3 separate regions of the Mus musculus genome follow, and all the other regions are linked to region 1. The links are chromatin contacts, called in public promoter capture Hi-C maps. All regions are on one chromosome and are shown on one strand. The core of a region is the stretch at or near the end of the contact, and the rest is flanking DNA. Distances in the headings are between cores, read along the strand shown. Region 1 holds the start of Tbx1 (T-box 1). Region 2 holds the start of Ap2m1 (adaptor-related protein complex 2, mu 1 subunit). Region 3 holds the start of Abcc5 (ATP-binding cassette, sub-family C (CFTR/MRP), member 5).

Region 1 (2,991 bases), core at 259-2,758:
CCAGCAGCAGGATAACTAAGATATGGGCCCCGGGACTTGTCTCCCCTTCTCAGAGCCTCCCTGGCTTCGTCCAACAAAGTGAAAGAATTCCCGGGTCCAACAAAGTGAAACCGGTGCAGTAGTGATCCCAAACATCCTCCCCCCAAGTCACACGGACACCCCAGCACTCCAGCCTTCAACTCTCAAGACCTGGCCAGAGCCTCCCCAAGAACCTGTTTGCAAAAGGCTCAGCGTATGTTTTCCTATTTCCTCCCTCTCCTCTAAATCCCTCCAGTGACATTCACGGCCCTCGTTTGCCTGCCCGGACCAGAAGGCCAAGCCGCTGTTGTCTTCAGGAGGCTGTGTTGGGTGGTATGGACAGCTAAAGAGCCTGGAGAAAATCCACAGAGCAGCAGCTAAGGACAGGCCTAAGTTCCCCAGGGAGGGCTGCACAGCAGGGAAACAGAAACCTCGAGAAGGCTTTGCAAACAGGCCCTGAGCCTCCTTGGCCACGGAGCTGGTGTGTACATTAGACACAACCCAGCACCCGCCTTTGTCTACTGGTCAAATCGGGAGCATCTGCAATTGTTCCTTTTTCCCTCTCGGCCCTGAAAACAAATAACCAGGCACTGGCACGGATACCCTGCCAGGCTTGTGAAGAACCGGGCCCACAAGCGGCCAAAATTGAGGCCCAGGAAAACCAGGTCTCGAGTTCCCGGAAAATGAGCGCAATGGCTTTTAAGGGTCTTAACTCTTTCCTAAAATTATCCATACACCTAGGGGATGTTTGCTCTTTGGATTGCCCTACATACTGAACGAAACCCACGCGGGAGTTTCCTAGGTGGCAGCTGCCTAACCGCCGCAGTCGGGCGCACATTCGGCCCAAAGATTTCCCTCGAATTCGAAGAGTCCCAGGACTCGCGGTTGGCGCTCCGCGGGTTGTCGCTGGAGCCGGGTCAGCAGAGAGGCCAGAAGGACTCGCAGGTGGCCCCGCTGCACCTTCATCCGCTTTTCAGCCGGGCTCCTGCGCATCCCTGACACGCAGTCAGAGGCACAGAACGCACGTGGACAGGGGCGCGGGGAAGGGGCGCCTGACCTGCCTGCCTTGGTGACGATCATCTCGGTGCCCAGCTGATTGAACTCGTCCCACAGCGCCTTCATCTCCAGCTGCACGCTCACGCTGGCCACCTTCGGGTTCTTCTTCACCGGAGCCTTGACCGCAGCCGCGCGGCTAGCCCCCGGACCCTCGGACTCCGCCGCCGAGCTGCCAGCCGCCCCGGGGGCGGGCGCGAAAGGATAGGCGCGCGGCGGCGGCGGGCCCGGGGCACCGGGGACTGCAGCGCACGGATCGTAGCGCGGTGGCGGCGGCTCGCGAGGGCCGAACGGGTCGGCGCCAGGCGACGGGGATCCCAGGCCGCTCAGACTGCTGGCTGCGAAGGCTGCAACGTCGCAGAAGTGCGAGAGCTGCGTGAGCCACGGACTAGACACGGCGGAGATCATGACCCGAAGGCCACCCGCCGCTGATCAGAGCGCCGTCCCGCGCGGCGGGCCGAGTGGCGGGCGCTGCGCCGCACGCGCCCCGGGCCGCACCGCCCCACCCCGCGGGCCGGCCCCGCGGAGCCGCCCCGCCCCGCCCCGCCCCGCCGAGACAATAGCCCGTGCCCCTCCCCCCGCCCCTCCCCCGCCGAGGCTCCGCGGGCCCGGGCCCCCCGACCGCTCCGACCGGCTCCGGGGACGACGGGCCGGTGCGCGGCCCTCCCCGCCGCCAGCGCGCTCTGGCTTTTCTTCTGTGCCAGACGCTCCCCAAGTTCTTCTTCCTCTACCTTTTGTGTCCCTGGTTTCAACTTCTCACATTCTGTCTCCTTTCTCTCGCTCCAGCTTCTTCTTAAACCCCCTGCCTCTCTCTTTTCTCGGTGTCACTCTCTCCAATTTCAAATTTTCATGTCTTCCCTTCCGTCTAACTTCTTCCTCTTATTTTTGTGTGTTCTCTACTATTCGTCTTTGCCCTTTCAATCGTAAATGAATCTTCAGCCTTTCTCTTGTTCTTTAATGAAGTTACATTTCTGTCTCAAGCTATCCTATCCTTCATTTTCTCTTTCGTTATCTTTATTTCCTTTGCGTGTATCTGCCTTTCTCACCTTTGTCATATTTTCTGTTTTCTCCTTTTTTTTCCCCTCTTGGCTGCTCTCATTGATTTGTATTTTTGGTTTTTGTTGTTGTTGTTGTTGTTTGTTTGTTTGTTTTTGTTCCCCCGCCCCCTCCTTTTACTGCGTTCCCTGACTCTTCTCTAACCATCTTTGCTTCTTCCAGCTCAAAGGCGCCCCTTCTTCAGACTTCAGAAGACTGCTCAATCCCAGAAGTTGGAGTCCTAGGATGGTGGGTGGACTGACTTTGGGGAATGCCGCCCTTTCTTCCTGTCCCAGAGTCCCAGCTTCAAGGTTGGAGCCCACCCGGCCTAGAGCTCCTTCCCACCCGCTGGGCCGCAGGGCCTCACAGCAGGGGACTGGCGGGCGGCCTGACAGTATAGACGCGGACAGAAGGGCTCACCTTCCATGTCCCTGGTGACTGTGCTGAAGTGCATCCCGGCTGGGGATCCTGGTAGCCGGCGAAGTTTCGCCCGGTCCGAGGGCCTGGGGCCCCGGTGGGCGGTGCCCTCCGAGGCCTCGGCTGCAACAAGAGAGGCGATGCTGAACGCGCTGGCCCGGGCAGACAGCGGGCTCCGCGCGTCCATAGGCGCCCGGGCCTGACCGGCGCCGCCTCCGACTGCGTACGCCCAGCCGCACCGCGCCCAGCCCAGCGCAGGGGGCCCGGGGGCGGGGGCCTGTGGTGCCACTCACAGCCGCCGGTCCAGGGCCCAAGGGATTATGGCGTCATGAGACCCCCCCCATTTTCAGCCAATATTAGCCCAGGAGTCCGAACATTTGGAGCACCCTGGAAATTCAGGGCCCTCCTGCCTTGTAAGCTCTCTGTCCCTGGTCTCTCCTCCCGGGGCCCTGTGTGACCAACGCCCCT
Region 2 (2,991 bases), core at 242-2,741, 1.9 Mb after region 1:
TAAATGGTAGCTATTATTATTATTATTATTATTATTATTATTATTATTATTATTAATTTACTCTAAACCAGCAAACTTTTAGGGTATATTGGGAAGAGAAAACCTTTGCAAAGATAGATATGAAGCCTTGAATGATAGTTCAGGAGTTAGAAGTTTTTGGGTTTTCGCTACTTAGAAGGAGATTGCTAGGAATAGTAGGGTTAGCAACCAGATTTAAGCACCCACCCACTTCCTTTCTGCCATAGAAGTCTCTGGCCTGTTTAGGCAGCAGGATGTCTCTGTCTCCTGAGAGAAAAACCAAATTTTCCTGATTTGGCAATAATCAGACAGCTGTTTGTGTCCAGGTTGGCTCTTCCTCATTCTCTCAGTTTGGATATCATAGGAAATCTTTTCTCTCCTTTTTTGTTTTTATGAGACAGGGTTTCTCTTTGTAGCCCTGGCTGTCCTGGAACTTGATCTGTAGACCAGGCTGACCTTGAACTCAGAGTGCTGCCTGCCTCTACCCCCCCCCCCCCCCCCGCCCCAGTGCTGAGATTAAAAGCATGTGCCACCACTGCACAGTTGAGAAATGGGATTTTTTTTTTTTTCGAGACAGGGTTTTTCTGTAGCCCTGGCTGTCCTGGAACTCACTTTGTAGACCAGGCTGGCCTCGAAGTCAGAAATTCTCCTGCCTCTGCCTCCCAAGTGCTGGGATTAAAGGAGAAATGGGATTTTAAAATCCCATGCCCAACTAAACTGGAGTAGAGGGCAAAAGGGGTCTCTTATGTAGCCTGGGCTGTCTTGAAACTCTCTATTTAGACCAGGATGGCCTCAAACTCACAGAGATGCTCTTGCCTCTGCCTCCAGAACTCTGGAATTAACGGCATACGTCACCATCACACCACAGTCACAGATTTAGCTGAGGAAAACATTAACGTTTAGCTGTCTTCCTTCCCAGCTTTTCTGTTTGGATAATTATCCCTGAGAAAGGGATCAGTCCAATCCTAGAATATATATAAAATACATACAAATAAATTTTATATATATATATAAAAACACACACACACACGTTTGGGAGAATCAAACGTGGTGTTTAAAAAAAAAAAAAAACAGTAAATTCAGCAGTAACAAGCTTATGCCAAGTTGTGTTTGTAAAGTAGCCAGTCTTCGAAATCTGGAGACAATAAAAGACTATAGTAATTCAAAATTTACAATTGGTTTCGACAAATAGCTTTGGTCTCTTAAAGCTACCCCACTTAACTAGGAACAGGAAGGGTCGCAGAGACTACACTTCCCGTGATTCTCAGTGAAGCAAACAATGGTTGGAGTGTATCACGACACGTGTTGCTTGCAAGGCGCACTAAAGCTGACGTCTTCTCTGTCTTGAAGGCTGTCGGTAGTTGTAGTTTTGTTGAGCCTAGGGCGCTCAGATGTGTCAGCTTGAAAGCTGCGGGGACTGACGGGACTTGTAGTCGCCGCTGGAGGCGAGCGCGCAGGCGCAGCTGCGATCGGGGCGGGGTGGGGCGGGAGCACTGCAGTGAAAGCCGAGGCAGCAGACAGGCGAGCTGGGGGCGGGCGGACATCTTGGGATCCGAGAGTGGCCAGGCCGGCCTTGTGGGGGCTGCTGACTCCAGGTGAGCTGGGAGGCTTGACTTAGAGGTCCTTATCAGGCGACGAGGGTGCTGTGGTAGCCTGCCTTGCCCTGCACGGTGCTGGGTGGAAAACTGCCCGCACCGGGGAGTGGCCTCAGCCTTCAGACCCGGGAGGGAGTAGACAACCGGGCGGGGGTGCCTTGGGCGCGATTGCAGCAAGGGCGGGGAGCAACGCCTTCCAGTGACCCGCCAGGCGTCTCCGGGAAGAGACTAGGGCTGGAATCCTAGAGCGGGAGACGCCGCGCGGCGCCCCATCCCTAGAATCCTGACAACCGCTCAACCCCGGGGTTTCCTATTTCCCCATCCCCCAGGACATTGACATCCCCTGGTGCCACTCCCTTGGACAGTGACAGGTCTCTCTCGAACACTGAGAGATTCCATCCTCCTGGTTTACCCCCACGGCTCTTGTACCTCAGACCTGTGACAGCCCCCGCATCCCGTGGTGACATCTCCCGGGCCTAGATGTCTTCTCCTCCCTCAGCTGAGAAAAACTCCACCAGCCCCCTATGCTTCACTAACAGAAGAGTAGGCCCTGTCTCTCAGCTTTCTCTTTTTCTTGTCTATCTCTTTTCGCTGTTTTTCGCTCCTCCCAAGCTCCTATGACCTTTGCCATAGGAGACCTTTAGGGACTCCCACAGCTGTATTTGGTGCTTTGGGGTCATCCTGGTCTTTTGCTAGCAATTCCAGCTAACCCTTTCCTTAACTAAATATTGCATTTTCGTCCAGGACACACACACACCGCCCCCCCCCCCGAGGTCACACACACCATCCCCCACCCGAGGTTGATACCTGTGGACTTGGTCCTTTGCTCAGCGCTCAACCTCCATTTTGCATTTTCTTTCTCACCTTCTTTGGACTTGTCACTGGGCTTCAAGGGTTAACTTTTCAGTTTCAAAAAGTCTGTTAAACTAACCTCAGTGAAATTAATATCTGGACTAATCCAGAAATCTAGAACCAGATTAACCCCGTTACTCAAATATTCTACCTTAATTTTGACCAAAATAATTTGGGCAGTCGAGGCATTCTGTTATCCCTGCCCATTGCTTGGTAAACACCAGGCCAGAAGTGACTGACTTGGCAGATTTGGAGACACAATTTAGATGGCAGGATTAATGCTACTACATACAGACCTAATTTTTGTCACACTTAGAAATTTTGAAAAGACAGTAACCAGAAATAACTGTAAAAGGGGCTCAGCATTGAAGAGTTCTTACTGCTTTTCCAGAAAACCTGAGTTCAGGTCCCGGCACATGTCATTTGGCTCAGTACCACCCTAACTCAGGCTTGAGGGGTGGAGGGCAGTGTTCAGTCTAACACCTAGCTTCCACACATACAGCACACTGGCATGTACCTGTGTGTC
Region 3 (2,991 bases), core at 201-2,700, 1.8 Mb after region 1:
TTACTACACCAGGACCCTCTCCAGCCCAAAGAGCAATTCATACTTCCCATTTTCTAGACAACTCCCTTGCAGCTAATGTAAAGTCTTTTTATAAAACTAATGCTAACTTAGGCTCAGTGATAAAAGCATGTAGGCCAGAGGTTCTTTCCAGTCCCCAGCCCTGCCAAATCCAAAGGAAAGGGTGTGTGTATCAGGACTAGGAAAACCTGGCATATTTTGGTTTAAGCCAGCACTATAAAGGGAGAAAGAAGAATAAACAAAGTGGGGACTCTCACATTAGTACCCCGACTCAAAACTGACAGGGTTGGGGGCCACCTGGTTTTGCTCTAAAATTCTCTTTCCAGTGAAGAGGGGTGGATGTGACGATTCTGCAGGGGGGAGGGGCATTGTGTAGGCCTGGAGAACTGTAACTAACCAGGTTGGTGTTTCCAAGTTCTGTTATCGCAACATCTCTCAGGTTTTAGGCGCCTCAGGAAGCTCCTTCAGGCCCTGCAGCTACTGGAAGCTACTGGAAGCTACAAGGAAGCTGAACCACTTATCACGCCCCCCCCACCTCTCCCCCAGGGCCCACCTGTGCCTCCAAGCTCCCTCACCTGTCACTTACTCCAGAGACCCCAGTAAAACCCATCCATTTCTCCCTTCGGAACTCAAGACTTCCCCGGTCATTCCTGTGCCCACCTGCATCGAGACTCCCACATCTGTACGAAAACACCAAATCCAGGTGTTATAAACACAAAGCCACTAGCTCCTTTGCGTGTCAGCACCGAAAAGGACACTGGTGACAGAAGATCTAGGCTCCCATCTCTACCTCGGCTTCGCTGTGTGTGCTGATGCCACGTACCTCCACATACCAGTAGCAAAACAAACAAACAAAAAACAAAACAAAACATAGATAATGACTTACGTAGTAAGTGGCTGACAGCCTCCAGTCCCGGAGGGAGGTTGGGGCTTCTCTCTGGACAGCTCCGCCACCCGGCCCTAGGGCGTTCCCATGCCAGCCCCGGGCCTGCGAGCACAGGCTCCACGACCCACCCACAGCGAACGCAGCTCCCCCTGGTGGCCGCGCGGAGAGTGGAGCCGGCCGTGACCACCCATCAAACCTCCCCTCCTGCCTTCTAACATCTAGACCTCCGCACAGCCCGCGAGGTCGCCAACAAGCCGGGGACCGCGCGAGATCGGAACGAGACAGGCCCCGTTTCTCCCGTCCGAGGCTTCCCACCGCCCACCCCGCCTTGGAGAGCCCAAAGAAGTGAGCCCGTGACAGCCTCCGACACTGCATGAAAAAGGCGTGAACCGTCACCTACCTGCACCCCAGCCTCCCCACACGAGAGCAAACAGCCCGGGCACGCTCGCGAACATCGGACCCTGAGCAAAACAAGCCTTTATAGCGGCATAGTCCCCCACAACGCGCAAGCGCGATGCACAAAGCTTGCGCAAGACCGAAGGGAATCGTAGTCCCTCATCCGGCAGCCCCCAGCGCCGCACACCGCAAAAGACTACGTTTCCCAGAAGCACCGCTGGTGCCCGGGATGGGGTGCAGGCTGCTCACAGTACCCGCGCGCATCTCGTGCTGCCCCATCCTTCCCCGGTTTCTGATGCCCAGTCTGGAACCTTCTCTGCCTTAGTCACGGGGGCTGGGCAGGCGGGTCGGGGTAGCCGGTGGCGCTGTATTCTCTGACAGCCAGAGGTTCAAAGTCAGGAACTTCCAAATCTATGCGGCGGTTCCACGTGCCAGAAAACATCGTGAAGGTCATCATAGCCTGCTTCTGTCCAGCCCCAACTCTTAGCTGTGGTGTCACTTAATGGGTGCATGAGTCCTCCACGTTCTGCATGAATGGTACCTTTGGATCTTTTCTCTTACCCATCTATCTCAGCTTCTTGACTTCTAAGTAGTGAAATGCCAGAATCGCAATTTCCAAAGTGACAAGGGATGTCAAAATGATATACTAACTAATCAATCTATTTTTATAAATAAATGTAAAGCTCCCGAGGCATTAGTCGTTTTATTTTTTCTATTTTATCTATTTTAGTATCATAATATAAAGACTACTCTATTGCATGCCTCCCAACCTTTAAACTACCCGGGGCTTGTTTATGGTTACCCATTTAAGGGATTTAAAAAGAAAGTAAACTGGATTGTCCATCATACAACTACCTAGTTAGCTACTGTGAACACTAATGTCATAAAGCTGGACTTATTGACAGGATGTATATTTGACACACAGAAAGCTCAGGAAGATAGGCAGTGTTCAGAGCTGGGCTTTCAGGAAGTTGGATCATGAAGACTCTGAGTTAATGAACGGTTTAATATTGACTGATTGTTCCATGTCACTATTAGAAGCTAGTAGAATATGAGGACTTGGAGGCTTGTTAAAGGAAGTTGGTCCCTGGAAGTATACCTTTGAGAGATGTGTGTTACCCCTTCCTGTCATGATGTTCAGCCTTGTGCCGAGCACACACTAACAAAACCAGTTCACCATGGATAAAAACCTGAGCCAAAATAAGTATTTTCTCCTTTAAGTTCATGTTTTCTCCGGTATTTGTCATATTGTCATAATAACAAAAAGCTGATTATGTTTCACTATTTTAAAATTAAGATATATATTGTTGGGGTCAAGGAGTCGCCAGACAAACCACCAAACACTGATCTCAGGCAGACAGGGATAGTTTATGGAGCGTATGTCCTGGGACTGACTGATCAGGGTCAAAGACCAGACTCAGGAGCTGACTGCAACCTCGAGCCAGAATCTACAGAGCTTTTTAAGTCTGAAATCCACAAACATCTGTGTCAAGTTCTTCCACCAATCAGGATTTAGGGATAAGGACTTCCTCTGGAGCAGGTCTTTGTTGTACACGTATCCTGTTCCCATTGGTTGGGGGATCAACTTGCATTGCCTAACATCCATGCCTTAACTTGCCAACCAGGATATCAGTTACCCATGTCCATATCTTTTTCTGCCATGTAGGATGTCAAACCCCAAAGAGTTCTTA

Evidence for each region. Promoter capture Hi-C pulls out the DNA fragments that hold promoters and counts their contacts.
Region 2: a contact with region 1 is called in a promoter capture Hi-C map of cranial neural crest. The contact joins the promoter of Ap2m1 here to the promoter of Tbx1 in region 1. A contact is called at or near these places in 2 of 39 promoter capture datasets (cranial neural crest and maxillary cranial neural crest) and 1 of 115 datasets of contacts at active chromatin or transcription factors (embryonic forebrain).
Region 3: a promoter capture Hi-C map of hippocampal neurons shows a contact between it and region 1, with 4 times the contacts expected there. The contact joins the promoter of Abcc5 here to the promoter of Tbx1 in region 1. A contact is called at or near these places in 2 of 39 promoter capture datasets (cranial neural crest and hippocampal neurons) and 1 of 115 datasets of contacts at active chromatin or transcription factors (astrocytes).

The regions. Positions count from the first base shown.
Region 1 is chr16:18,585,461-18,588,451 of GRCm38.p6, forward strand. Tbx1 (T-box 1) reads right to left here and starts at 1,509. Exons shown (of 7, transcript NM_011532.2): 1 at 1,076-1,509. The coding sequence starts at 1,479.
Region 2 is chr16:20,533,989-20,536,979 of GRCm38.p6, forward strand. It overlaps Ap2m1 (adaptor-related protein complex 2, mu 1 subunit), which reads left to right and starts at 1,492. Exons shown (of 12, transcript NM_009679.3): 1 at 1,492-1,613. It overlaps Dvl3 (dishevelled segment polarity protein 3), which reads left to right. Exons shown (of 15, transcript NM_007889.3): 15 at 1-25.
Region 3 is chr16:20,424,944-20,427,934 of GRCm38.p6, forward strand. It overlaps Abcc5 (ATP-binding cassette, sub-family C (CFTR/MRP), member 5), which reads right to left and starts at 1,451. Exons shown (of 30, transcript NM_013790.2): 1 at 1,305-1,451.